Linked DNA regions of Sus scrofa: region 2 is linked to region 1. The links are chromatin contacts, called in public HiChIP or PLAC-seq maps. All regions are on one chromosome and are shown on one strand. Each heading gives the region's core, a stretch centred on a gene start, on an enhancer-like site or on the middle of the called end of the contact. The rest is flanking DNA. Distances are from core to core; before and after follow the strand shown. Region 1 has its middle 32 kb from the start of GTDC1. Region 2 overlaps GTDC1 (glycosyltransferase-like domain-containing protein 1).

Region 1 (4,818 bases), core at 1,088-3,587:
GGCATCTTAATAGTTATTAAATGGCGGTGGCACCAGACTGTATGAGTAATCATTGTATTCTTCACTGCTGTGCATTCACAGTTTAAAAAAAAAAAAAGAAAAAAAAAAAAGAAAAATCAAAATGCCGATTTTAAGAATGTCCTTGATGAGGCAGTAAAAATTATTAGTTTTATTAAATCTTGATCTTTGAGTACACTGTTTTAATATTCTGTGCGATGAAATAGAAAATATTCAAAAGGCACTTCTGCTGCATATCCAGAATATGTTGTTTGTCTCAAGGAAAACCCTTATGTGATTTTATGAGTTGTGAGCTGAACTAACCATATTTTGCATGAAACATCATTTTTACTTGAAAGGATGACTACCAGACAAACTATGATTATTTAGACTTAGATATTTGGCAGTCATTTTCTTGAAAGTGAACAAAGTGAGACTGTCATTTCAGGGAAAACAACCGACAATATTTGTTGCTGATGATAAAATTTGAGCTTTCAAGTGAAAATTAAAATTTTGGAAAACTTGTATCAACTGCTGTGCTCTTGTCAGCTTCCCAGTACTTAAATATTTATCTGATGGGATGAGTGGCGATATGAATGAATGTGAGTTTTTGCTATGGTATCAATTAATTAATTATGTTAAAGTTTAGAATATTTACATAACTCAATGAACCAATATTTTCTAAGTGATCAATGTTGCAAAATTATGGTAAAAGATTCTTATAAAAGCAAGTAACATACAGATTATACTGATAATTTATTTTAGCCACCTAAATACTGACTGTTAAAGGCACAACATATTTAAATCAAGAACAAATGAGATTCCAAATAAAGATATAAGGTGTGAAAACAAACAAAACCAAAAAACCAAAAAAAACAACAACAAAAAAATAAAAAGCAAGTAATAATACCAAAAGCTTCTGTGATTTTAGATTTGTTATCACAGCTAACCTGTGAACTCCTACTTGTCAAGTTTTGGTGTAGTAACAAAGAAGAACATTCATAGTTATCTGAATATGTTATTAGTATTAATGTGTACTTCCTTTTTTCTCACTACATATTTGTCTGGGGCTATTTTTTAAAAATATAGTTCAGTCAAAACAGTGTATCACAGTGGGCTGTGTGTAGAAGCAGATAAGAGAATCTAGCTGTCTTCTGTTAAGTTAGACATGAACGAAATTTGCAAAAGTTATGAACGGTATCATTTTTATCACTAAGCTTTTTTGTGTAAGAAATAATTTTTCATAAATTATTTACTGTATTAAATGTCATGAAAATATAAAGTGAATCAATATTTAAAATTTTCTCATTAATTCCTAATGTGGTTAATATTGATAATTATAACTCATATTGACAAAAACTCTTGAGAGTCCTCAATTTTAAGAACACAAAGGAGTCCTGATACTAGGAAGTTTGAGAACTGTTTCTTTAAGATGAATAAAGTTCTCAAGTTTTAATCTTTTGACTATTTCTTTGGAATATGGACAACATCTCTTTAGTTTCTTTTCCTGGTTGTAAGGGTATGTCACAGGAGTTCTCCGTCATTTCCCATGCAGGCAAAGGTGTTTTTATAAAGATTTTCATTTTTATTTAAGATTGACGCTACCTACTTATATGGTTGCCTTGAAGAATTGAGATTGTGGTCAGTGGTCATTCCAGTCAGTGTATTCATTATTGATACCACTCTTTTGGTTGTGAGCTATTCATGCAGTTTTAAGACCTGTTCACCATAGCAAGCTACTTCAGGGTTGTAGTGAAGTTCATTTTGCTGAAAATAAACTGCTATTTTCTCTGAAGTCTTTATACTACGCTAATCTGTCTACTGTAAAGTCTTCCTGACATTTCATAGCTATTTTCTAGAAAATCCACAACTTATGAGTGAGTTTGTGAATTAGTCATTTTTGCAACAATATAATATGAATTACAGATGGGTTCTATAGTGCCATTAATAGTATAGGAATAGCCTTGTTGTGGACTATTAACAGCTTTCTGTGGGGAATTATATTCTGAATTATACTCTTAGAAGTCTAGCCAGATATATTACCCCATTGCAGTGCAACAGTGGCAAGAAACCCCCTTTTCCCGCTTACAATAGAAATGAATGTTAAAGCTTGACTAGAAGCAAGAGAGACATTGTGAAGCAATGTTCTGGAGGTGCAGTATCCTAGGCACCTAGGATAACCTAAGTGGGTAGAAGGGGCAACAGTCTCAGATGAAGCAGTTATGGTGGAGGGAAAAAGGAGAAGGGATGTTTTGGATGCTGCTTGGGGGTGATATATTCCCTTTTACAGCAGTTGCTAAAAAATAAGAAGTGGTTAGTCCTAGGTTGGGAAATCCATTTATAGAGTTTTGTTGTGTTGTGCTCCTCTGTTTGGTTATTGCATGAACTGAGCTCAAGAAATAGAAGGCAATTGCAGAGGTTGAACTTATGGATTTATAGGCCAAAGGTTTTAATGTAAAAGGCAGTTGATGAACTTCAGAGGTATTTATGATCAGAAAGAGTAGTGGAAGCCAGGAGAGTGGTGGAACATGCAAGCTATTCACAGGGACCCCAAACAGATTCATGTTGTAGAGTGATTGTTAGGGCAGGCATAGAACTGATAATCAGCTGGCACAGTTCAGTCAAGGAGTGCTGTGACTCATCCTGCTGCCCTAGGGTCTCTAATAGGAAATATAGACTTTTAAGAGAGGTGTCCCACAGGAAGCCTGTTATGGAGAATGGTGGATATAAAGCAGAAATCCAGAACCAGAAGAACTTGGGGACTCAGAGAAGACCAGCTTTGGAGAACTAGAATTTAACTTGAGGTTGAGCTTGTTTTCTTCCTTCTCAAGAGCATTGTTGACCCTTTGGATTGAGGCAAGGCTGAGCTAAAGTGGAAAGCAAAGTGACTATAGTTAGCTGTCTACACTGAAGTGACACACCTGCCTGAGAAATATTTGTTAAACCAACTGATGAAAGTATGGCAGGGGAACAACTAGGTCGTCACACCCACGTTCTTCATGTAGCAGACACTTGGCATCATATAACCTAACCACTAAATACTCTCTAAGCCAAGGGTGAGCAAACTTTTTTTTTTTAAACAATTTTTAAAGGAAGTTCCTATGTGGTACAGTGGGTTAGGGATCCAACATTGCTGCAGCTGTGGCGCAGGCTGCAAATGTAATGCGGGTTTGATATCTGGCCCGGGAACTTCCAAATGTCACAGTTGCAGCAAAAAAAAAAAAAAAAAAAAAAAAAAAAAAGCACCAGATAGTAAATATTTTAACCTTTATGGGTGGCATGGTCTCTGTTGCACCTACTTAAGTCTGTCATTGTAGTGTGAAAACAGCCATAGAAAAATACATAAATGAATGAGCAGTTATGTTTCAATGAAACTTTATGGAGACTGAAAATTGAATTTCATATAATTTTCACTTGTCATAAAATATTACTCTTTTTATTTTATTTTATTATTTTTGGCTGCACCCATGACATACGGAAGTTCCCAGGCCAGGGATCAAATTCAAGCCACAACTCAACCTATGCCACAGATGAGTGAATGCCAGATTTTTAACCCACTGTGCTGGACCAGGGATTGAATCTGTGCCTCCACAGTGACCTGAGCTGCTGCAGAGACAACACTGGTTCCTAACCCACTATTCCAAAGCAGGAACTCTTGTTAGTCTTTTAAAGAAACTTTTTTTCAGCTATTAATAAATATAAAATCTGTCTTTAGATTGTGGCTATGCAAGAACAGGCTGTGGGCTGAATTTTGGACCGTAGGCTCTAGTTTGCTTTTGTTTTTAGGCAAATAAATGGCAATTAGTTATGATGCAGAAATTTTATTAGCATTAATGAAATAGATGTTTCTTAGGACAATGCTGTTGGTGACACTTCTTGTTTTATAGGTGACACTGATGATAAAAACCCGTTCAAGAATTTAGATGTGACATCTGCAGCAGGTTCAGATCTCTCAGCTAAAAGACAGACTGGATACTTCGTAAAGATTTTCATCTGTTGTGCACAGAGAGCCAAAATCCGTTACTGAAATAGACTGTCTGGGTGAACTGCCTGCTGGGTCCAGTGATGCACTAGTAGACAAAGAAGTTGAAAAAGAAGGCTGGCATATTCTTTGGATAACTGGCTGAGTGTGACACCAATATGGCATCAAGCCCTACTATGATTCCAAGGACTTCATGATTAAATAACTGATTTTTTTGGGTGGAAGTAGGGGTGGATGAAGTAAATTTGATCTTTACTTGGGGAATGTATAATGTATTACCATCCCATAATGATGTATGATAATTGGCTTTGGTCATCAAACTTTAGAGATCCTGTCTATTTATGGGACTTAATATAGTTAACACCTTTTAGTATTGAACTTTCTGACACTAAGGGAAATGCTATAAAGAGAAATATCTGCTTAACCTAAAATAGTTTACCTAAAAAGTTTAATATAAGGACTGTGATTTTTCTTTGGGGGATTTTTGAAATTTTGCTCCTCCCTAGAGTATTTAAATTATATTTCTATTTGCAGAAAGGCTACTGTACCTAGAGTTTTTTAGGAAAATATCCTTTTGTGTAGGATCTTGAACTGGATAGTGAGTAGATAATCATACTGTACAGTGTTAATGTGCATACAACAGTTAATAAATTTATAACTACAAATTAATAAGAGCTATTAATAAATTAATATCCAGATCTGTTAACTAAAATCATTTAAAATGATTTAATGAGCAGATGTGAACTGGAAATAAACCTGTGTATTTTCTAGAACTGTTGAATCAAAGGAAAACTGGAACATCAGAATATTCTCTGAACCAAATCAATATTTTATTTGAT
Region 2 (4,818 bases), core at 975-3,474, 210 kb after region 1:
CCAAGAGGACTATGTGTTTAATTAAAGGAAGAGATTATATTTCTGTGTGGAATTAAAGGATATACCTGGGAGTTTGTGTTTTAAATGTTTGAAAGACCACATAAAGCCTGTTCTTTATACTAGCCTCATTTTACCATCTTTGCCTAACTCTTACAGGGGTTGGAGGGGGCGAGGGGAAGACGGATGAGTGAAGGTTCTTTGACTTACCAATGGTACATAGCTCCCCGGTGGTAGGCCCAGAAGCAGGACTTTCATCTTCAGAGGCCCATCTGGGTAGGTACAGTGTTTTCAATGTTGGGAAGAACTTTTATGGTTGTCATTGTTAGGATGATGGTGTTGGTAACTCTCTTACAAATCACATGGACACTGCACGCCATCTCATTTAATCCTCACAACAATACTCGGTAACGCTTCCCGAATTTTACAGTTGAGAGAAATAAAGCCCAGTTCTGGTTATATACTGCTGCATAACAAGCTACCCCCAAACTTAATGTCTTTCAATAACTTTTTTATTAGACCTCAGGGATTCTGTGAGTCAGGACTTTGAGCAGGATTTGTCTGAATGACCCTTTTGCTCTTTCTGGCATTGATTGTGTTGCCTCAGTGGTCCTCAGCTGGTGAACAGCAGGTCTTGAGGGTCCAGGAGGCTCCCCTCACATAGCTGGTCCCTCAGCCACAATGGTGGAAGTCTGGACTCAGTTGAGTCTGTTGTCCAGAAGGCTTCTCTTGCATGGTTTCCTCAGGATAGTTGGATTTCTTGCATTGTAGCTCAAGACACCAGTGAAAAGTACTCTAAGAGATGCATTTGGAAACTGTGTGTCCTTTTCTGGCTGAGGACTTCCAGTTCATGTTTCTAAACCACATTCTTTGTTGGGTATATGGGGACAGGTATTGCCATTCTTGTAATTTAGTTTGTAAACCCAAGCCTTAGGCAATATTCTGCACTTGTTTCTATCTAGTGCCTCCTTTGTAAGGCAACCACTGGCCCCTTTAGAGAGGGCAAGTTAGGACTCCTGGTTTCTGTGATAATCCATGCTTCGAAAATCTGTAAAAACGAAAGGTAAATTTAGCTATCTCCAGTCTAAGGAATATGAGTGTTTTCGTAGCGTGTGTGTGTGATATAATCCTTTTTTTTCCTTTAATCTTCTGGCTGCACCCATGGCATGTGGAAATTCCAGGGACAGGGATGGAACCCTCACTATAGCAGTGGCCTGAGGCACAGCAGTGACAGTGCTGAATCCTTAACCTGCGGCACCACCTGGGAACTCCTTAATTCCTTTTAACTAATGACAACCCTTCAGGGATGAAGAATACCACATAAGATTCAGATGAAAATGTTTTGCAGCTGAAGGCTGGGTGGTAAAAATCTACAGAGCTTGTGAATGGGAGCCAGAAAACATGGGCTTGGTTCCCAACTCTGCCACTTCCTGTGCAGTGTCCTGGGCATGTCAGTTTATCTGAGCCTCAGTTTCTTTCTTCATCAATAATATGAGATGGGCTTATATAAAATCACTTCTAGGCATATGGTATATAGATCTATAATCATACTTTCTTGTACGTCTTTCTTGTACATCTGTTTCCTAGCACCTTGTAACTAAGAACATTGTAGAGGCAGAGGAAGGGCACAAGTGGAATTACACATCTTCCCATTTGTACTTGACAAAGCAGTACACCCCACCCAAGTATTTTATTTTGTAATAAAATTCTTTAGGGCAAATATTTACTGATTTATTCAATGGCAGTGTTAGTATTGTTTTTGATTTACCATCTTTCTTTACATGACATCAGATTTTGGTAGTCAAATGTTGCACTTGGGCCAGATTACCTAGCTGTTTATGTTCCTTTAGCATTCTTAAAATGCACCCACATCAATACTGAGCTCTCTTATATGTCTGCTCTTTTTTTTTTCCTTTTTCTTTCTCTCTTTTTCTTTCAGTAAGTCTCCTTCCGTAAAGAAATATGATAGTAGCCAAAGAGGCTTTTTGTTGTGTTTTAAAAATCTGCCTTCGAAGAACCCTTAAAGTACATTAACCTGATACCCATACACGAATAGTGACAGGCTTTCTCTGCACCCCTGAGTCCCCAGTCAGGACTAAAGTTCCACAGCAGCCCAGGCTGCTTTCAGACAGATTGTTTGGTGAGGGTATGGATCTGTGTGACAAGCTCAGACTCCAGTAAGGAGCTTTCTTTTCCCTCTTCTCAGCTATGCTCTCCACAGCTCTGCTCTCCCTTCCTTTCCCCTTTCCTACTCACCCCACTTCCCTTTCTCTTCCTCCTCTGCCTTCTTGCCCTCTCCTTCCTGTTTTAGTATGTGGGGAAGGAGGGGGAGGCCTGCGTGCTTCCTTGCTATGTAGGAACGCCCCATGCTCTTCTGTCCTCTCCCCCTGAAGATTTCCTCCAGTGCTACTTACTATCTGATGTCCCCAGCGTTCTGATGTCCCAACCACTGCTTCTGTAGTAAAGCAAGATGCTGCCTTTTTCAGAACTTCTTTGGACTTTTTGGATATTCTTCAAGTCAAATAACTTTTCCTCTTTCACAAAAATCCATAGATAGGCAATTACAACAGCACTGTGTATTGGGAAAAGTTTTGCTTCCTTGCTTATATTTTTAGATTTTGCTCTTTGGTAGTTGAAATAGTAAAGTTTAAAAATGGATTTTTAAAAAAAATTTTTAATTGTTATTTCCCCAATACAATTTTTTTTCTACTGTACAGCGTGGTGACCCAATTACACATACATGTATACATTCTTTTTTCTCCCATTCTCATGCTCCATCATAAGTGACTAGACATAGTTCTCAGTGCTACACAGCAGGATCTCAGGGTTAATAGATGCAAACTATTGCGTTTGGAATAAAAAAAATGTTTTTTACAACTAAAACGATGGTTTGTAATGGGAACCAGAGGTATGGTTACAAATACGTAGTGATGTATTCATCTCGGTTTTATCTTTCTTGCCTTACCTTGAGTCTTAGGACTTCTTGTTGTAGAAAACTCACAGCTTTCCTTCTAGTGCCCTTCTGTGGGAGGGAAGAAGTGAGAAGAAATGAAACTTCCCCCTGCTGCTTTTAAAAAGCCTGACTTATATCAGAGAAGGGGGCTAACCAAGTGTTCAACATAAATGGCAAGGGTAATCAGTTGAACGTTATGCGGTAAAGATACTTTTTCCTTTAAAGTGGCATATTTTGTAACTTCAGTAACTTGATGGTGCAAAATTTGCTAATGACAGGCAACCCCCTGATAAATATGAGGCTGTAAAATTAGAAGAAATTTGTTTACATGTGGGACAAAAATATTTTTTAGTGGTAACTTAAAATGATTTTTGAAAAAGAGGTGCTACCGCTTGGTGTTTGATCCAGTGTGACAATTTTCCTTCAAGATCCTTATGAAAGTTTCAGTGCCAGAATTTCACACATATATATTCAGAGATAAATGTTTTTAAGATGATAAGCTTCCTTTAACAGAATCACAGCATCACTTAACTCAAATTAAGTACTGGTAATGTGCAAAAAGTAGTTTTTCAGTCTGTGTTCACCCACAGATCTGAAATATATATATATTCATATATATTTTCATATTCTTTTTTTCCAAATGGGTAGATCTCTTTAGTTCAATGAGCTAAATTTCAATCCATTGGAGGCTTTGATGGTTCTATTCTGAAACCTGGTTCTATTCTGAAACATGATAACTATATATATATAAATATATATATAATTACACAACAATATAATATATATAATTATGATATGATGGTTATAATTTTTATATATAATGATATATATATAATTATGATAAGATGTTCTATTCTGAAACACGATAACAATGCTGATAGATTATACATATGGCTTGATTAATATTGTTACAGAGTTGCTTTAAAAATGGGCCTGATATTATGTATTGCTCGTGCTCCCATAAATAAACAGCTATGGTATACAACTAGTCTGTGAGATTTCTCGCTAGCTTCTCAGAGGGCCGAATTAATAATTTGGCTTTAGAACTGTACCTTCTAAAATATATTTTAAAGTTGTGTATGAACTTATTCATGGAACCACCACTTTTGTAAAATTTTAAGAATATCCTTCTTCCCAGAAATGCGTATTTAATTGTACACTCTAAAAATATAGAGACATTTTGTTTTTGCTTTTTTCAGTAGAAAGGATTGTTTGGTAATTAGAGATGGCTGTTAAAGAGGCAAATTATTTTGAAAATACACATTTATTGAGAGGAGATCTGGGAATGTAAAGTAGACAGAGAGGTTACATCTACAATAGTGTAATACCAGTACAGCAGCAGTTAGGTAAATTGGTATATAAACAAGCATCTGTTACAGGAGTGTAAGAATGACATCATAAAGGATGTACGGAAAATTTTAATTGAGAAAGAATGATGCACAATTGCAGCATGACTTTAAGTCTAAATTGATTTTGCCAACAGAGTAAAAGTGGGATTCTTTTAAAACATTCCAATAATGTGAAGTATTTAAAATGTAATGTCCTGTTAATGTACCTAAAAATTAGACTCTAGGTCATCCAATAAGAGTAATACAGCCTATGCAATATGCAATTATCTTGACAATAGTTTTATTTTTCAACAATTTTGTCATAAAACAGCAGTAAGATACAATGAATTTGATTCATTTTTTGTGTGTGAATCATTTAATAGGCCATTACATCTACTATATTAGACTCCATTCTCCTTTCAGAGCTTTTCATTATAAGGCTGTCTTTAATGGAAAGAAGTTTAACCTTCCCTCCCAGATAGATTGAACCCCATAACAGTGTAAACATTCTCATTATAAAATAAAATCCCCTTCCCCAAG

The links. HiChIP or PLAC-seq counts read pairs in DNA pulled down with a chosen protein or histone mark.
Region 2: an H3K27ac HiChIP or PLAC-seq map of alveolar macrophages shows a contact between it and region 1. The contact joins two enhancer-like sites. A contact is called at or near these places in 1 of 5 promoter capture datasets (liver), 1 of 47 Hi-C or Micro-C datasets (embryonic fibroblasts) and 1 of 2 datasets of contacts at active chromatin or transcription factors (alveolar macrophages).

The regions. Positions count from the first base shown.
Region 1 is chr15:7,694,459-7,699,276 of Sscrofa11.1, forward strand. It overlaps a transcript of GTDC1 not described here. Among named protein-coding and RNA genes, the nearest start is that of GTDC1, 32 kb to the right of the region's middle. Within about 2 kb of position 2,338, at least 3 of the 83 cell types and tissues checked have an H3K27ac peak or open chromatin away from gene starts, as enhancers often do. A contact at or near this core is called in alveolar macrophages, where this site is marked.
Region 2 is chr15:7,907,972-7,912,789 of Sscrofa11.1, forward strand. The region is part of intron 7 of GTDC1 (glycosyltransferase-like domain-containing protein 1); the gene reads left to right. Among named protein-coding and RNA genes, the nearest start is that of GTDC1, 180 kb to the left of the region's middle. Within about 2 kb of position 2,225, at least 4 of the 83 cell types and tissues checked have an H3K27ac peak or open chromatin away from gene starts, as enhancers often do. A contact at or near this core is called in alveolar macrophages, where this site is marked.